Linked DNA regions of Mus musculus: all the other regions are linked to region 3. The links are chromatin contacts, called in public HiChIP or PLAC-seq and promoter capture Hi-C maps. All regions are on one chromosome and are shown on one strand. Each heading gives the region's core, a stretch centred on a gene start, on an enhancer-like site or on the middle of the called end of the contact. The rest is flanking DNA. Distances are from core to core; before and after follow the strand shown.

Region 1 (3,105 bases), core at 7-2,506, 100 kb after region 3:
AGGATGGGGAGGACAAAGTCAGAAATATGGCTTGGTGGCCTGGATGAAAATGGTCCCATAAGCCCATAAAGGCACTGTTAAAAAGTGTAGCCTGTCAGATGTGTCACTGCGGGGGGGGGGGGGGGGGAATGGGGGGGTGGAGCTTGGAAGTCTCCCAAGCTCAAGCCAGACCCAGTGCCATCTGCTCTTCCTGCTGCCTCCAGATCCAGATGTAGAACTCTCAGCTACCTCTCAAAGCACCATGTCTGCCTGCATGTTGTCTTCCTACCATAATGATAATAGACTGAACCTCTGCACTGTAAGCCAGCCCCAGTTAACTGCTTGTCTTTATAAAAGCTGCTGTGGTCATGGTGTCTCAGCACTGCAATAGAGCAGTGACTAAGACACATGATGCTCTGGTCCAAGCAGGGAAGAATGGGAGAATGCTGGCTGGCCTGTGGATCTGATTTGGGAACTAGAGTGATAGCATTGACTATGGAGAGAGAGGAAGAGTTGGCATTTATTCTGAATTTTCCCACTTGGGTAATGGGTCAATATTTGGTAGTGACACATCAAGGAGATGGGCACACCATCTGTGGGTCAGGGAAAGCGCTGTGTCATGTTAGAGGAGAGACCATAGCCAGCTAGAGGCAGAAGGTAGAAGTCTGTAGCTGCTCATTTTCTTGATTATCAGAATAATTTGAGAATAAAACGCACAGGCTAAGGAGTCACAAAACTCTCCTCATGTTTCTATACGAGCTCCAAAGAAGCAGTTAAGACAGGAAAGCACCTGTGTCCCTGGGACCGGGGAATGGAAGTGTCTTCCCAAGTTGTCCACTGAACTGTGCCTATGGCTCCTTGCCAAAAAATCTCAATGAGATTTTTCTATTTCTTAATTATTCAATTACTACCCATAAGTAGGAGTTTGAAATCAGACCCAGGCTGATCACAATGGAGTTCTCCCCTGAATCACGAGCAGGGCGGAGGAGGTCTCCCATCTTGGAAGCCAGGATGGCAGAACAAACAGAGGAAGCCAGGGTTTCCAGTCCTTGCTTTGCCCTGGGTTCAAGCCTTGGCTCCGCTATGCAGAAGCTTTGTGAGCCTTGACAAGCCACTTCTCAGAAGTCAGTTTTCTAGCACACAAATGACAGTCCCCTGGGGGATTGTACATCCCAAGGGAAGGAAGCCGTTGGAGGAAGGCAGTAGTCATGAGTGCCTTGTGTATTTCAGGTCTCAGCAGATGGAAAAGTCTTTCACTTCAAAGGAAGATCTGAACTGTGACCCGACTGGTGGTGACTCCGAGCCCAACCCTGAAGCCCATCTGCCCTCCATTTGCCTCAAGCAGGTGTTCCCCAAGTATGCCAAGCAGTTCAACTACTTGCGCCTCGTGGACAGGATGGCCAATTTGTTCATCCGATTTCTGGGAATCAAGGGGACGATGAAGTTGGGACCAACTGGCTTTCGGACCTTCATAAGGTTAGTGAGACTAGCTTCCTCCAGCATGAGTTTTGGACAGAATGGACCCCAGTCACTCCTCTGGATGGTCATATGGCCCAGGACTGCTCTTGGGAGACGATAATATTGAGTTAGGACCCTGTTTGAGGCTGTATTCATCTCAGGGCTGGCACTGATCCTATAGTCTTGGTGTGTGTGTGTGTGTGTGTGTGTGTGTGTGTGTGTGTGTGTGTCTGTGTGTGTGTGTGTGTGTGTGTGTGTGTGTGTGTGTGTATGATTCTGGCATATTGAAGACTCTTGTCAAATGAGTTGATGAACACTATGACCATGACACTTAAACCATAGGTTTGTTGTTAAAAACAAGCAGTTGTGGGGCTGAGGGGGATGACTCAATAGGAGATGATTCTTTATGCACAAGCATAAGGACCTGAGTTCACGTCCCCAGTGCCGACATACAAGCCAGACATGGTAGCATGCAATAGTAACTCCAGCACCAGGAACGGGGAACAGGGCAGGACAGAGCTTGCTAACAAGTTAAAGTATAATACTCCTGGTTCAGTGAAGAGCTTGTCTCAAAAATAAGGTAGAGCACAGTAGAGGGAGACACTCAAAATCAACCTCTAGGCTCCATATACACATCCATAGGTGTTTGTACCCATCCCTGCACACCCAGACACACCAAAATAAAATGTGCACTTCCAAATTAGTCATTTTTATTGTTGTTGTTATGACACAATACCTGAAGTTGGATACCTTTATAAAGAAAGGGGGACTGGAGAGATGGCTCAGTGGTTAAGAGCATTGACTACTCTTCCAGAGGTCCTGAGTTCAAATCCCAGCAACCACATGGTGGCTCACAACCATCTGTAATGGGGTCCTATGCCCTTTTCTAGTGTGTCTGAAGAGAGCAACAGTGTACTCACATACAATAAATAAATTAATTAATAAAAAAAAACAAAGGGGGTTATACAACTTATAGTAGTTTTAGTTCGCAGCTTAAACTCAGTCACATAGCCCCATTAGTTTGATCTTCAGTGAGGGTCTAAGGCGGATAGCATCACAGGGAGGCACGTGCAGGAGAAAGAGCATGTCCCAAGTGATGGATGCCAGAAAACAGGTAAGAGTCAGGCTCAACCTGATAACAGCTCAGCTTCCCACAAGAACCTGCCCAGTGACCTAAAGAGCCTCTACAGGCTCAGCCTCCTAAAGATGCTACCTCCTCAGCAGCATGAAGTTCACGCTTCCAACACATGGGTCCTCGGGAGATGCCCTAGCTAATTTTATCAACCTGACACAACCCAAAGTCCCCTGAGAGGAAAGCCTAAATCAGATTGGCCTTAGGCAAGTCTGTGGAGGGCTATCTTGAGTATAGTCTGGCACTGTACAGGACACCATCCCCAGGCAGGAGGCCCTAGGCTGTAGTAAAAGCTAGCTGAGTCAGAACCTGTGAGCAAGCCAGTAAGAGAGCCAGCAAGCAGCCTTCCTCCAAGTTTTCTGCATCAAGTTCCTCCTCGAGTCCTTGCCCTGACTTCCCCCAGTGATGGAAGTGACCTGGAAGTGTAAGAGGAAATCTTACCTGAGCTGCATTTGGTCAGAAGATTTTATTGAAAACTAGAACAGGCAACATCCTCAAACCCCATTGTAACACAGCAGTTACCCTGCACCAGGTCC
Region 2 (3,230 bases), core at 149-2,648, 80 kb after region 3:
AGTGGGGACCTCAATTGAGGAATGACCTCCACATCACACTAGCCTATATGCAAGTCCCTCGAGGCATTTTATTGAGTGATGATTGATGGGGGAGGGTCCAGGCCACTGTGGGCAGGGCCACCCCTAGGCAGGGGCCCTAGGTTGTATGAGAAAGCAGGCTGAGCACGCCAGGGAAAACAAGCAAGTATACTGCATTCTGCCATGATATCTTTTTCAATTCCTGCCTTGGCTTCTCTAGGCGGTGCGTAAGATAATCCCTCTCCTCCCACAAGTTGAATCTCATCAATGTTTTAACACAACAGCAAAAGGCAAACTAAGACCCCCCCCCCCAAAGAGCGGCTGACGCCCAGCCCTCCTCAGCTACCTTTGCTGCATCCACCTGGACACCTATGTGTCAGACCCCACGGACGCTGTCCTTGCAGGGTCACAGAGCACAGCCTCCTGACCCCCACCCCTACCCCATTCTCTGCCACCCTCCCTGACGCTCCGAGTCTCCAAGCATTTTTTTGCTCAGGATGATGAGGATGGTGGTAACAGAGAATGGGAAGGAGGAAGGAGGGGAAGGGAGGCTGGTGAGGAGCGGAAGCTGCAAAGGTTATTTGGGGCTTATTGCGGAAGTGGTGGGAGTCCTGAGTCCTGCCAATGAGGCTGAGCACTTGAGGGAGGAAAGAAGTGAGCCAGTTTGGGTCTGCAGAGAGGAGCAAAGTAGAGTAGGGTAGGCTGGGCTCTGGCTTCAAGTGTAGCACAGAGAGATGCTCAACCCTCTGGTCTTGCCTCACAGAGCTGACATGAGCCTAAAAGCGAAGTAGCAACTCGGGATTTATTATTATTATTATTGTAATCATTTCTAGGTAAACTACCCTAAGCACACATCCTGTGAGCAGTGGTTGGGCATCCTGGACTCTCAAGGGAGCCTCTTCTGTGTCTATACCACATCCTCACTATTGAGGCTCCATTAATCCGTCCACCCTCTCCTAGATTGCCAGGTCACATTCAATTAATACGTCAAGAAGAAAGCTGCTGAGTGGGCACTGAGTTGACATTTGCTTCATAAAACTCCTTTTCTAAGGAGCAGGAAGGAGGAGCCCTAGAGTCTGGTGAGGCTGGCTGTGACCCACAGCTACAGCCTCTGAGCCTTTTCACATGTGGTCCCTTTAGTTTGGGGCAGCCACCGCCTTGAGACCCTCCCATCCCAGTACAGTGTGAAGAAGGCTCCTCTACCAGTGGATTTGGATGCTTCTTCCTGCTTCAGGACAAAGGGGATTCTCTGCAGTTGCCCTATCAGCCCCAGACCACTCACTTAAAGTACCTGCCGGTCTTCCTCTGCAGGCATTTGTCCTTCCACACTGGGACATGTGTGAAGTCACTGCTGTTCAGCACAGTTAGGCAGAGGGACTGGCAAGTGGAGAGGAAAAGGAAGACAGTGGGGGAGGGCAGGGCAGGGCAGGGCAGTGGAGGGGAGGGCAGGGCAGGGCAAGGCAGGGCAGGGGAGGGGAGGGGAGGGCAGGGCAAGGCAGGGCAGGGGAGGGCAGAGCAGGGCAGGGCAGGGCAGGGGAGGTGATTGAGGCTTCAGGAAAGCACAGCGAGGGAGGACAGGGTGGGCTGTGGAACTGTCCTCAGAGGGGTCAGAAGGAAGAAGCACATGTGTCCTACCAGTGGCACAGGAAATACCTTTATATCTTCAGCACTGGCCTAGCCTGGATCCCTGTGCCCTTTGTATTCCCAGCATTCTCTGCTTTCCCAGCAGCCTGTTTCTCCCATGGGTCTCAGGGACAGAATTCAACAACCCTTCTTTTATCTACTTAGAGGTAACTGAAGTTTTAGACAATGGAACAGCATATTCACACAAAAATACACACAGACACACAAACATACATCCACATCCACACACACCCATACAAATATGCACATAGCCAAATATGTTCACACACATACACAGGCATACACACACACACATGCAAGCACAAGTACATGTGCCCATAGGCTTCTACACAAACACATATACACATGCATATACAAACACAGTGAGGTTTTAGAGGAACACTATCTACAGGGAAATAAAACACATTCCAGCATTTTCTTCTGACAGCCTTTACTGTCTGGAAGAGCCTAAGAGCTGTCGAGGGAGCAAGCACACCAGCTCACTGCTACTAAACTTAAGAAATGGGAGATAAAGAGAAGAGACAGCTTGGCTTCCACCTTTGTCTTTATGATTGTATTTCCATGAACATAGAACTTTAGTTAGAAGCAAAACCTTTAAACAGTTGGCCCCTCCCCATCCTGACTGTGACTTTTCTCTCACCTGTATCCTCATATGGGACAGTTTGTAGAGATCTGATCTTGAGAGGGGTTTGTTTATCTCTGGTCTTAGTGTGTGAGCTTAACCCCTCTCCCCCGCTTCCTCTCTGACTGCACCTTAGCTTATGGTGAGAGCTTACAGCTCTTCTGAGACCCTTTCTGCTCCACTGTGAGCTCCCATTAGGAAGGGACACTGTGATGCTTATTTTGTATCCCCTTATGTGACAGCACTTGTCACATAAGCCACCTCACCAATTTCTCTGACTGTGTAATAAAGACACCGAGTACCTTTGGTTCTGTTCAAACATTTGGCAGGAAGGTCCCACCCCAGTCCCTCTGGGCCCCTATGCAGGCTGGGCCCCATGGATGTCCTCTGAGCCACTCCACAGGATCTCTGTAGAACTTACTTTAACTGCCTCATGCAAAGCAGCCTGCAAAAAAAGAGTTCCTTGTGCTTTCTGCTTTCAGCTTTCCAGATATCTATATGGACAGAAAACACAGAATTCCTCCAGTTTCTGACAGAATGTCTTCATGGAAGCATAAGGGTTCCTCGCTTTCCATAGTCAGGTACTGACTAGTCAAGTGCACATAGTGGGGCTGATCGTCTCTTTACTGCCACATCAGGGTGTGGAACAGGGAACTGGACAGGGAATGCAACAAAAGGCAATGAAAGCCATCCCCAAATAAGCCATGGGCAGTGGCACAATCCCTGTAATCCTAGCACTTGGGAGGCTAGCCTGGGCTACGTATCAAGACTATACCTCCAGACAAATAAATCCCCAATTCACCCTTGGTGTAGGCAGAGGGATGTGAACTCGGAAGAAAAGGAAAGGCCTGGATAAGAATCCTTGTTCACCCATTTTCCTGACCCACGACTGTGGATCCTCAGGCTTATTATTTACCTTAAATGTCTGCCTGCCTGCCTGCCTGCC
Region 3 (3,365 bases), core at 176-2,675:
CTAGTGGCATGGGTTGGCTTGCACTGGTGCACACCACATAAGTACACACAGTTTATCACTTTTTCTGTCAAAGGAGATCTGGGTGTTTCCTGACTCAGCTAGAAGGGTTGAAGGCAGTAAGGGATGAGAGTGAAGAGAGGGGTCAGAGCAATGTCTCTCTCATAGATAGACACCTACTGACCAGCCCACAAACACACTGGGTTGCTCCAGATCCAGAGACTCAGGGATTTTGCCCCCATCAGCAGGATCATCAGGTGAAAGCCTCTGGCCAGGGATTGAGACAGTGTGAGAAGTAGTAATTGTCCCATCGAGTCCCATCCATGGTCCTATGCCAATCCTGCTCTCTGAGCCTGCAGCTCTTAAGCAGGTATTTGCAATAGCCGTGAGGAGATGGTTAGAAAGGGCTACTGAGGAGGACTTCAGGACAGTGCTAGAACAAAGAAGTCCCAACCCAGGCCACCACAAAGTGAGGGTCACACCCTGGGTTCATCCCTGAGGACAAGTGTGGCCATGCCTGTTTGGCTATTCTAAGAGCATCCCATGGGGCCAGGCAAGCATGACCAAACCACAGAGGCCCAGCAAGGAGGACCGGGTGGTCATTATGTGTGTGTCCTGCAGTAGACAGGCAACAACAGCCACCAAGGTTGGGGTAGGGCCAGCTGTAGGGGCTGAAAGTCCAGATCAGGAGCCACTGCTTTGGTTAGGGTCACAGCTAGCAAATGGGCTCAGAACCTCATGGCCATTTGCCACTATTTGACCACACGCTAAACGCTTCCAGGGTGATGAGACAGGCTAGGAATGAAGCCCTTTCTGGTATAGTAAGTACTGGAGACTTTCTCACCACCTAGTGTGTCTTAGGTTCCCTCTGCACACTCACACCTGTGTGTGTGTGTGTGTGTGTGTGTGTGTGTGTGCGCGCGCGCGCGCGCGTGCGTGCATGTGTGTGTGTGCGCGTGCATGTGTGTGTGCACACGTGCACGTGTGCACACTGGGAAGTGATGTAGGTGAAGAGGCTTTAAGAAGGTGTCAAGTGGTATCTGTTGCTCTGAGTGCCTTGGATACGCAGTAAGGGAGAGGATTTGGAACCTACTCAGAGCCAAGTCCACTCCTGCTTGCTCTGTCTGAATCACCTTTCAGGATGCTGTTAGCTGGGCTCTAGACACACGGGCAGACCTTGAGGTTTCCATGGTATGGTTCTGATGTCCATTTGCCACGTGACCTGTCCTAAGTCACTTAACTCTTCAGGAACTTAGCTTCCTCCCCTGCCTTACAGGGTCAGCACCCAACTCCTGTGAGACATGGATGACACAGGAAACACTTTGCATACTGTTGAGACTCGGCACAAGTGCAGGAAGTTATTTCTTAGCTGGGCAGGTCTTTCTTGCTTGTAGCAAGACCTGGCCAGATGGCAGCGTTACAGAGCGTAAACCCTGGCCAACCAAATTACACTCATCTGGGGCATGTGACTGTGACCCTGTTCCAGCCATGACCACAGTAATGACTTGGAAAACATGGTGGCCAAGCAACAGCTGGCACGGCTCTGCTGTGGTCAGATTTCCTGTAATCTGCTGCTGAGGAACACAGCTGCCCTGTCATTTCAGCCTCTGCCTTGTCATTGCCCAGGCAGCCCCAGCCACAGAGCCTCACATCTGCTGTCTTGAGGGCAGCAGTGTGACCCTGGCTTAAATATCAAGGTCAGCCTGGGTGTAGACAGTCATGTGGCAGAAACACACACAGAGGGAACACACTTTGTGGCTTGAACTGTATAGTTTTCTTGTTCTCCGTGTCTAATTTTGTCTTTAGCCATGACCCTCCTGTTGGATGTCTAGAGATAGAGCTTTCCTAAGGCCTAGTATAATTCTCCTCTTCCTGTGTCCTCTACCCTCTCTCTTACCCCACAGCCTATACACATCACCAGGCAGAAGCTGAGAATCAGTGTATTGGGGTGGGGGATGGAGGGGCTGTCAAGGGCTGGGGTTTCCCTCTCAGATGGACTGGGTTGAGCTTCTTCCAGCTCCTGCTTACAGCAACTGTAGCTGGCGAGCTCGACAAGTCAACCTTTTCTAGTCTGGATTTTTTTAGCTATAAGTAGCAAGCTTGTTTGTAGCCATACCCCAGAGTTGTTGCACACTCCAGCAAGAGGGAGCTGTGTAAAACAGCCCCCAATACACAGCAGTCACTTAATAAGTGAGAATATGGGTGTTTATTACTCTGACAACAGTTATCACACCTACCCACCTACAGTAACCTTGAAGTTACTGTAAATCGGCAACTATCCTCATTTTGATGTTAACTAGGACATTGGTGATAAAAGTTTGGAATCAAGTTTGGAAACCAAGACCTTAGCCTGGTGTTTGTCGCATCCCAATCCAGCTGCCTAGCTCCCCTGTGCCTCAACCTTGGTTCTTCCACACCAGATCTGCTTCCTCTCCAGAGGTTGTCACCAGTGCCTCCCTGGTTGGACCATTGGTCCTCTGTCTCTGCCAGCCTGGCCTGCTCACTCCTATTCACTAGTTTCAATATTCAGTACCTTCCAAAGTACAGCTCAAGACTTTCTTTCTCTGTAAAGCATTCCTTGTCCACTCTGACTATGTTATTTTCTTCCTTTGCAATATATCACATTCCCTGGGTACCCACTGAGATGAGACCTGAGATAGGTGTGGGCCATGTAGCTAAGGACAAGGCGAGGCCAGGGCCTCTAAGGGGTGCTCCGGTTAGTGTGAAAGACTCACAGAGATAATCCCTGCTCTGTATACATCATGCTGTCCAAGTGCTCACATGAGATGAGGGGAGAGAGTTAACTGTCCAACTGAAGGCTCCCAGAGGGGATGCCCAAGTGAGTTCAAGGCATGATTGAGGGTTTTCCCAGCAAACACCGAAGGGTCTCACATTCTCCTGTTTCCCTGCTACCTTACTGGTTGTTCTTCCCTGGCCTCTTCCTCTGGACCTGTCATTAATGGAAATATATTGGAGGTCCCTGGATATCAATTCTTGGAAACTTGTCTTTGTACATCTACCATCTCTTCCTAAATGATCTCATCCTGCCCTGTGGCTTTAGGGATCAGTTAAGTGCTGTTGAGCCCTAAATTTATATTGCTAATCTTGACCTCTGCTGGAGCTCCAGGCTGATATATACCATTGCTCCCTTGCTCTTCCCACTGGGATAGCTAGTGGGCACCAAACACCAGAGTCAAAAGCAAACCCGCGCCTTCCCTCCTAAAGCCTGCCACCCACAGCTCTTCCTGTTTCTGTAAGCAAGCAGCATTCACATAGACAGAAGCTGGAATCATCCTTTGCTCTTTCATCCCCTTCTTGCCACATGCAACTCACAAAGAACCCTGCAGTAGCCAACAAGAAGCTTCAGA

Evidence for each region. Promoter capture Hi-C pulls out the DNA fragments that hold promoters and counts their contacts. HiChIP or PLAC-seq counts read pairs in DNA pulled down with a chosen protein or histone mark.
Region 1: a contact with region 3 is called in an H3K27ac HiChIP or PLAC-seq map of large pre-B cells, with 3 times the contacts expected there. The contact joins two enhancer-like sites. A contact is called at or near these places in 1 of 39 promoter capture datasets (the C10 cell line), 1 of 15 datasets of contacts at CTCF or cohesin (large pre-B cells), 12 of 484 Hi-C or Micro-C datasets (DN3 thymocytes, the G1E-ER4 cell line, Sertoli cells and 7 more), 1 of 115 datasets of contacts at active chromatin or transcription factors (large pre-B cells) and 1 of 9 other capture datasets (embryonic stem cells).
Region 2: a promoter capture Hi-C map of pre-B cells shows a contact between it and region 3, with 2.9 times the contacts expected there. The contact joins the promoter of 9030204H09Rik here to the enhancer-like site in region 3. A contact is called at or near these places in 12 of 39 promoter capture datasets (the 3T3-L1 cell line, 3T3-L1-derived adipocytes, the C10 cell line and 8 more), 1 of 15 datasets of contacts at CTCF or cohesin (large pre-B cells) and 9 of 484 Hi-C or Micro-C datasets (the G1E-ER4 cell line, the HL-1 cell line, adipose-derived mesenchymal stem cells and 5 more).

The regions. Positions count from the first base shown.
Region 1 is chr2:35,793,707-35,796,811 of GRCm38.p6, reverse strand. It overlaps Ttll11 (tubulin tyrosine ligase-like family, member 11), which reads left to right. Exons shown (of 10, transcript NM_029774.3): 8 at 1,210-1,455. Among named protein-coding and RNA genes, the nearest start is that of 9030204H09Rik, 24 kb to the left of the region's middle. Within about 2 kb of position 1,256, at least 10 of the 459 cell types and tissues checked have an H3K27ac peak or open chromatin away from gene starts, as enhancers often do.
Region 2 is chr2:35,817,358-35,820,587 of GRCm38.p6, reverse strand. 9030204H09Rik (RIKEN cDNA 9030204H09 gene) reads right to left here and starts at 1,398. Exons shown (of 3, transcript NR_040618.1): 1 at 1,301-1,398. Ttll11 (tubulin tyrosine ligase-like family, member 11) reads left to right here. Exons shown (of 10, transcript NM_029774.3): 7 at 2,767-2,865.
Region 3 is chr2:35,897,146-35,900,510 of GRCm38.p6, reverse strand. All of the region lies in intron 4 of Ttll11 (tubulin tyrosine ligase-like family, member 11), which reads left to right. The region is part of intron 2 of Gm35396 (predicted gene, 35396); the gene reads right to left. Among named protein-coding and RNA genes, the nearest start is that of Gm35396, 15 kb to the right of the region's middle. Within about 2 kb of position 1,425, at least 91 of the 459 cell types and tissues checked have an H3K27ac peak or open chromatin away from gene starts, as enhancers often do. A contact at or near this core is called in the HL-1 cell line, the HPC-7 cell line, muscle stem cells and 1 more, where this site is marked.